Regions from separate parts of the Hordeum vulgare genome. Here region 2 is linked to region 1. The links are chromatin contacts, called in public Hi-C maps. All regions are on one chromosome and are shown on one strand. The core of a region is the stretch at or near the end of the contact, and the rest is flanking DNA. Distances in the headings are between cores, read along the strand shown. Region 1 holds the start of LOC123401030 (transmembrane 9 superfamily member 12-like). Region 2 holds the start of LOC123401059 (ADP-ribosylation factor GTPase-activating protein AGD12-like).

Evidence for each region. A called contact is a pair of places that touch in the nucleus more often than the background predicts.
Region 2: a contact with region 1 is called in a Hi-C map of leaf, with 4 times the contacts expected there. The contact joins the promoter of LOC123401059 here to the promoter of LOC123401030 in region 1. A contact is called at or near these places in 2 of 6 Hi-C or Micro-C datasets (leaf and seedling).

What each region holds. Positions count from the first base shown.
Region 1 is chr6H:483,098,188-483,102,150 of MorexV3_pseudomolecules_assembly, reverse strand. It overlaps LOC123401030 (transmembrane 9 superfamily member 12-like), which reads right to left and starts at 1,841. Exons shown (of 2, transcript XM_045094745.1): 1 at 1,729-1,841; 2 at 1-437. The coding sequence starts at 404.
Region 2 is chr6H:483,302,962-483,306,924 of MorexV3_pseudomolecules_assembly, reverse strand. LOC123401059 (ADP-ribosylation factor GTPase-activating protein AGD12-like) reads left to right here and starts at 1,951. Exons shown (of 9, transcript XM_045094772.1): 1 at 1,951-2,241. The coding sequence starts at 1,983.

The sequences.
Region 1 (3,963 bases), core at 592-3,091:
GGAAGATTGTCAAGAATCATGTTCACCTGGTAGAGGTCCCGGCTTCGCTGCTTGAGGAGATTCACATCACCCTCATCAAGTGGACTCGTGGTGCACAGATAGAGCGATTCATTGACATTGACACGGAAACGGTAAGGGGAATTATCAATCTGGTCACCCATAAGGAGCTCCCCCAGATTTTCAGCACTCTTCTTTATCCCATCCTTAGGACGGCAATATGGGAGGCTGTAGTAGCTGAAAGGCAGTTCTGTCTCGATGGACGTGAGCGAGTTCACCTTTGCTCCTATCTCCTCGCCTTGCCGGTACGTGTGCATGTAACTACCTGGCAAGTAGAACGCCTCACAAGCAGGAGACATCACAAGAAACACCACTAACAAAGCAGAGAATATCCAGCCCTTAGCCATGATTGCCAGTTCCCAGGAACCTCTGCCTAACACCTGAAACCAAACGGAAGAAGATCAACAGTCAGTTCCTCTAACTATAGGTGATACGCCAAGCAAATACATCAGCACCAAATAAACATAAGACTGCCGAAAATGGCTATTGCCCCGCTTTACAGATAAAGCAAACGACCACGCACAACCAAGTTCATGCAAGCACGGAAGTTCAACAGCAAACAAAGAGGTTCAAACAGGAAAAACAAAAAAAGCAAAGGCCGTGCTGGGACAACAGCACAAAACAAGCCCAGGCGACAAAGCTTAGCCTCACGGAGGATCGAAGACTAAAATAAGACTGGCAGCAAGGTCCTTGTAACTCCTTGTAAAGGTGTCGACTGCAGGCCAATCACTGCCCTTGCTGAGGGGCTTCCATTGCTCAGAAATTCATAAGACTACAATATGGCTAGTTGATAACTCGATATTTCTCCGTAAGCAGCATAACATACACTTATTGCAGAATGAAAGAAGGCCTGGCCAAAGGTGCTAAATGTAAACCAATTCATAGTCGTTCTTTAACCATCCATGTTAACAGTGCACAGGACATGACATCACGAAACAATAAGCATAGTCGTTCTTTAACCATCCATGTTAACAGTGTACAGGACATGACATCACGAAACAATAAGCAAACAGATAATAAACATGTATGGGGAAATTTCTGCCAACAACAACAACAAGAAAAACAAAGCTGTTGTTGTTGGCAAAAATTTCCCCATATATGTTTATTATCTGTTTTCCCAGAGAGAATAAAATAGAATGCTCATGCGGCCATGCACAGAATAAAATAAAATGCTCAAGCGCCCATGCACCGGATGCTCGCCAAGACAACTTCCAGGAACTAGGGAAAAAGCGGCATCCATCAGTAGTAACAGCGCATCTTGCATTGCGCCAACCAGGCATCCCAAACGCAAAGACTAAATCCAACGTGCCGCGAATTAGAAGCAGTCAGCGGATGACCTGCTGGTACGACCAGGTAAGCGCCACCTAAATCAGCAAACGAGTTCTAAGAAACTAAATCAGCGACAAATCTTAAACAGTAGCACTGTGGTTGCTTCCAGTATCGCTCAAACATTTGCTCGGCTCGACCCTAGAATCGAAAACCACTCCCGAATCGTGGTACGGGAGCGCCGCAGGCGAACAGATCTGCGCCGCCGCCAAGCGAGCGGGTAAACAGGAACGGCGTAGGCACGAACCCGCGAGCTAAGGCCGCCCCCAGATCTAGACGAAGCAGGCGCCGGCGCGCAGACTGAAACGGGAAGGGGAAATGAGGGAGGGATCGATCGATCCGAACCTTGGCACCGGAGACGGAGGCGACGGTGGGAGGATATGCTCGTCGGCGTGAGCGGCACAATTTGCAGCAGCGAACCAACTGCTCAGTCCAGAGTCCAGACCTCCCCTTCCGGAAGAAGGAGGTAAGCGATTTTACTGTCACCGGATGGGCTAATTTGGGCTTACGTTGCAAGGCTGCATTTAGGTTGGGCTCGGCTTGCCAAGGCTGTTAGTGGACTTGATTCTAAAAAAATAAAATGTCTTAGTCCTTTTTCTCAACAACAAAAAAATGCGTTAGTGGAATATTACTTTTAGGGGATCAACTAAACTCATAGACTGAGGTTTAGGTTTCAGTAACTCCCGCGATCCATTATCTATAAACTAATTTCATAATGTCTTTTCGAGTGTGAATCAACCTATGGTTGAATGGTTAGAAGAACACTCGTATCCCCAGCCGAGCAGGGTACAACTCCCGGTGCTCGTATTATTTTTGAAGTTATTTCGGGATTTTCAGGGATGCACATTCAGTGAAAGGAGACGTCCCCATCGATGACGAGGCGACTATGATGACTTCGTAAATCTCAAGATGATATGTCGACTCAGCCTCTCGGAGGTGCTCATAGAGGTATGGTGTGTGTGTGTGTATTTATAGAGGTGAGTGTATGCAAGTTTATATGAGCGCTTGTGTTTGTATTGTGTTCAAAAAATATCTTCTCTAAGTCCAAACATGATAAAGTGTCATGTAGTGGAAGTTCACACGACACCACGAGAGGAAAAACAACATATCATATCATAAAAACATTGAACGGAAACCAACTTCACGTAATTACTAATAACAAGACTTCTCATATTTTCTTAGAAACAAATAGAACTACTCACAAATCATAATTGTGTTCATGATCAGAGGATATAAATATGTGTTTAACAATATGAACACTACTAGCACAGGAAAAGCGCGGCGTGCGTGTGCCCGTGATAATGCCCATTTAAATTTTGGATGTTGTTTGTGTTAAATGTACAAAATAGAAAGCGAAAGAGATAAGCCGAGTGACAATGTTGTCGGGTTGATTGGTTAGCCTCGAGATTGAAAGAAAGATCAATAATTTTATCAAGTGGGTGGGAATAATATCATATTAGCCTGCTAGATACCAAGTGAATCACTTTTATCGCTTATCCAAGATATATCATCTCCCGTTAAAGTGGCACTATCTTACAATCCCATCCATTTTTATCTTTGAAGGGCAAGCTACATGAATCTGAGAACAAAGTGAATATTGGTCAGATTATCTTGTGGCAGTTGGCACACATCCTAAAAGTAGCCTCCTGAACTTCAAATTGTAGGTGTGCATATCGTAGCAGAACTTTGATCTCTCGTCGTACACAGCCGCTTCACAGATACAAAATTGAAAAATATAATTACGTAAGTTGAAATAAATCAAGCAAATCACCAAAAAAATGGAAAACTCACCACTACAGCTTTTGTAAAAGCCTTCTACTAAGCCTCTCCATTCCGGAATACAATAAATAAAGTTGATGCATATAACAACATGGCTGAACGATCATCCATGGATAGTTGGATACGAAACCAGTTAACATATAGAAATGAAAGGGCAGGGACGCTAGGTCCTACCGTGGCTCGTCGGTGAGACACAGTAGCGTCGATGAGATTAGGGATCTCGCCAGTGGTTCCAATACAGTCGAGTTGTAAGGTGGACATCGGCGTACCTACAAGAAAGTGTGTTAAATCGGTGAGGTGGATGCCTGCATTGCTGCAGGGGAGCGACGAGAGCCGACAAAAGTAAAACAAGTTTTTTTTAAAATTCTAATTTGACAACTTGCCAACAACATATATCAGCCTAATAATAATCAAATTTTAGGGTTTCCACTAAATGCCCTACAACCTGTTTTCCAGTTTGAAAGTCCTATATAATCCTGGAACCGATGATATAAGGTACAAAATGATCCGAACAACGCTCTGAATGTCTTCCCTTTCTTACTGGAAGGTTGGGGACCGGAGCCTGTGGCAGCACATCTCAACTCCTGCACAGATGCACCCTCTGAAATTTGGTCCGAAATTCTTACTCGGTGTTTCTAACTTTCTACTGATTGGAAGTATAAAATAATAAAGGTCTGAAAATGTAGATAACATGAATACTTAGTTGGTGTTCCTTATGGTGAAACTGATACATAATGGATGAAATTTGGGCGTGAACTCTTTAACGGATGACTTTATTTTACTGCTACTTTGAGAACTCAG
Region 2 (3,963 bases), core at 702-3,201, 200 kb before region 1:
ATAGGAAACCAATATTTGGAGCCATTTGGAATAAATGCAAAACAGTAATTAATTTACTGTTTTGGGTTTATTTGCACCTGTAAAATCAAGGAACAAAACAACAAATACACACATCATCATAACCACAATAAACTCTAATCACAAGACATTTTAGAACAACTTTTGGGAAGATAGAATTTTGATCATGAGATAAAAGGAGGAAAAGGGTTTGAAATAGCAAGGAGCTTTGAAATCCCAAACCACCACTTCTACACTCCACACTCCAACATCACATATGCATCAACACCAGAAATTACAATACCACAACATCACACCTAGCAAGATCACATGCAATCATAACAGGACTTAGAATCATAATGTATGGCAAGGATGGTATGGCATGGATGCATGCATGCAAAAGAAGAATAGAAGGTGACACATGAATTCATACATGCATAGAAACTCTCATGACAAAGTCAAGGTGGTCCCACATGGAAGGTTACAAAAAGGGAAAGTCCTACACTTGGGGCATTACACTTCCTCAAGATGGACAACCTTTCTTGATTGCATTGGCTCAATGAAGACTAGTTGATTGCTCCCTCGTATCTCCACTATGGGTGAGCCACTCTTCGACACATCCTCACAAATCCATTGTCACCATAATTGACAACAAGCTTCAAGCATGATCTCTTCGTGGTGCTCCACTTGAACTTGGACGCCACAATCTTGATGACGATCACCACTTGATGTCATCCTCCATGGGGTGTATGAGATCTTCCTCTTGAGCAAGCCCATGGAAAAATACATGACCAATCTTTGTATAAAACCTTGACCGCCCCGTCCTAGTCCATCCCATGTCCATGACCCGACATTTCTCGAAGTCGATCTTCATTCCCGACATAACTTCAAAGCACATCAGAAGACGCATCAGGCTTGGACATGAGCATGGTATCGTCAATGTACCTAAGATGCGACACTATGTCGCAATGATGACCCGCTTGCAGAGCCTTGACAAACAAAGTAGATAAGGCACCCACAACAATGTCAAACATCAAAGGGGGTATATATGATCCCCAAGCCTAAGGCCGCATTTATTCCTAAACAAAGGGAACACTTCCTGGTTGATGCATATAATAGTCTGTCCTCCCTAGACCATCTGCATAATGCGGTGAGTAAAACCCACCTGGAAAACTTTGCGAAGCATAGCCTCTCTCAAAATCCGGCTTTACCAAGATGGCATTTTTGTTAGATCTCTTAACTTCGTTGATGATTTCATGGAGAGATAAAATACCCACAAGGATATGATGAACGACGTTTGACACTTGTCAACGATTTTGCTAGCAATGGGGCCAAGTCTAAGAACATATGCCCTTAGACTTGAACCTTAATGACTACAATGGGTTATACCGAGTAATGCGGTGAGTCTCAAAAAGTTTTGGAATAAAGAAATTCTGACACGCAATATCTACTATCCCCAACGTTATCCTAATAATGCTATTCATGATAAGAGGTTTTTAAAAGACCAACATCGCTTAAAGAAAAAAAAAACACCCGGTATGAGGGCGGTAGGAAACCATCCCATCCTCGTTGAAAGCCATCATAAGGGATGGAAAAAATCAGACAGTCTGTTGAAAGGCCTCACAAGGGATGAAAAAATTAGCCGGTCTATTCATGATCGTTCGATTATATCGAACCCGATTTAAAATTTTCTTTTGGACCTTTTGATTTATCGGAAGACCTAGTATGTGACCGCTCCCGCGTTTCCTTGGCAATTGAACTGATAATTACGTGTTCAAATTCCTGGTACACCAATTGTTTTGTGCATGTTTTGTTTCTGAATAACTTCTAACAACATGATAATGTGAGAACCTGATTTTTAAATACCCACCAATTTTTCACTCCATGTCTTTTTCAAAGGTGAGAAAAATATTAGCACCGGAGCGTTTCGACCAGGGCACCTGGCAAAAAGAAGCTCAGGTGCGTAACAGCAGGCGCCCGTGGGAATGGCAATGGCCCATGGCCGCCCTGGCCGTCCACGAATGACAAAACTTGCAGAAATATACCACTGGGAGAGTAATAATAGCACGGGATCCCCACATCACCCCCAACCCACCTGGTTCCCCCCACGTCGCCGTGCTTCGTTTGCGCGACCACAGCCCGCGAGCCAGCGCGACGAAGCCGGGGGGCGATCCCTCCACCGCCGCCGGCGACACCGCCCTCCCCGAAGCCGCCGGCGGTACCCGCCCACGCCGCCCTCCGCCGGTTGGTTTTTTCCTTCATTTCTGGTCGATGATTGGTGCCGCTTGCTTTGGTTTGTTCTGGAATCCCCAGATGCGATTAGCCTCTCGATGACCCGCGACGCGGAAGAATGTGGCGCGGCCGACGCGGTTCGATTTGGTAGGCTCATTTGATGCCATGGCAATCGTTCGATTGCTCGATCCGATTTGGTAGGCTTATTTGGTGGCATGGCTCGTTTGATTTGGGCCCCCGTTCGGTGGCGTGGACGCTTGATTGCGTTTGATTTATGTTTCCTCTGCTGATCCGTTGGCCATTTCGCCTCGTTACGGGTTGGAATGCAACCATGAATTTGGTGCCCCGTTTGATGTGGAGTTCGAGCCGATAGATTACCAAGATCTCAGCTCTAAACTTATCTGGAATCCCCCATTTATCTCGTTGCGCGAAATTCCACCCTGCCCATTTTCGGTTCCGTGATCACAAGGGAGATCTATACGCGTGCACATCACTACGCTTGCAAACCGCACGCACACCACAAATCCACTTATCTCACGAAGATCTGAACCATGGTTGGAGTTTCCCACCGACAACTTCAGCGCCTCGTTGAAATGGTGTCTCTCCGTCCTGTGCATTCTACAAGTTATCAGTATTTCATCTTACCTAATCTAAAACTGACGTGTATGTTTTGAGCCTGAGATCACATGTCTTTCGGTGTGCTGGCCGGTCAGTTCATTGGGGTAGCCTGGCCGAGCCAAGCCAAACCAAGTCATAAGTCTGTATGGTGGAAGATCGAGGCTGCATTTGGCATTTCGATGGATTATGATAATCCAGCTTATCCAACAAGTTTTTATCGTGGAAGATTGAGGCTGCGTTTGGCATTTCGATGGATTATGATAATCCAGCTTATCCAACCAACTTTTGTCTATTTTATTGTTTCTGTAACCTACATATCTCTAGTTTCGTAGATGCTGTCCACAGCAGATTATAAAATAAGCTCAGGTCCACTACAGTCCAGTAACCACAATCTGAGCCTGAGTTGGCTTATTACGTTCTACTGGTCTTTTCATGCACCTGTAGAATGTTTCCTGCCAGGGTGAAAACACTATGGAATCTTTCTGGTTCAGCTCCATTCTGGGCAAAAAGGGAATCAGTGAGTTATTTTCATAAACAGAAACTGAGACGGCTTGAACATATGTGTGTGGTATTTTGTTGTTATGATGCAAAAGGTAGAAACCTATGCACAGTTTTATACTACCTTGTAGCATATCCCAATCTGTTCCTTTTGTATATTTACGTCCATCTTGGCCAATTGAACTAGTTTTTGTTTTTGTTTGCACAGTTGAAGTTTGTTTTGCTGTCAGGCTAACATTTACTTTCATATCTTTATCTCCTACATAATTTAACACTATCCGCTTCTGTATCTGTTTCTAGCATTTCTGTATGTGTTTCCACTAACACTAAAAATAATAAGCAAATGAGACTAGGCAGATGGGCACTATGGATCCATTGTCTATATGCCAGCTGACATATGTGTTTTATACTTTTATCTTGAGTTACATATATGTGCAGATTTTGTGCAAGTTTAGTTTTTGCCAAAATGAGAATGCATGGAAGCTATTTGATGAATGAAATTTCTGAGCTTGGCATCTTAAACCCCCAAACTATTATGGGCTTATGGCCCAAAACCAGCTATCTTGTATGCTTTAAATTTTATTATAATAACTAGGCTACCTGATGTTGTGCTGAGGG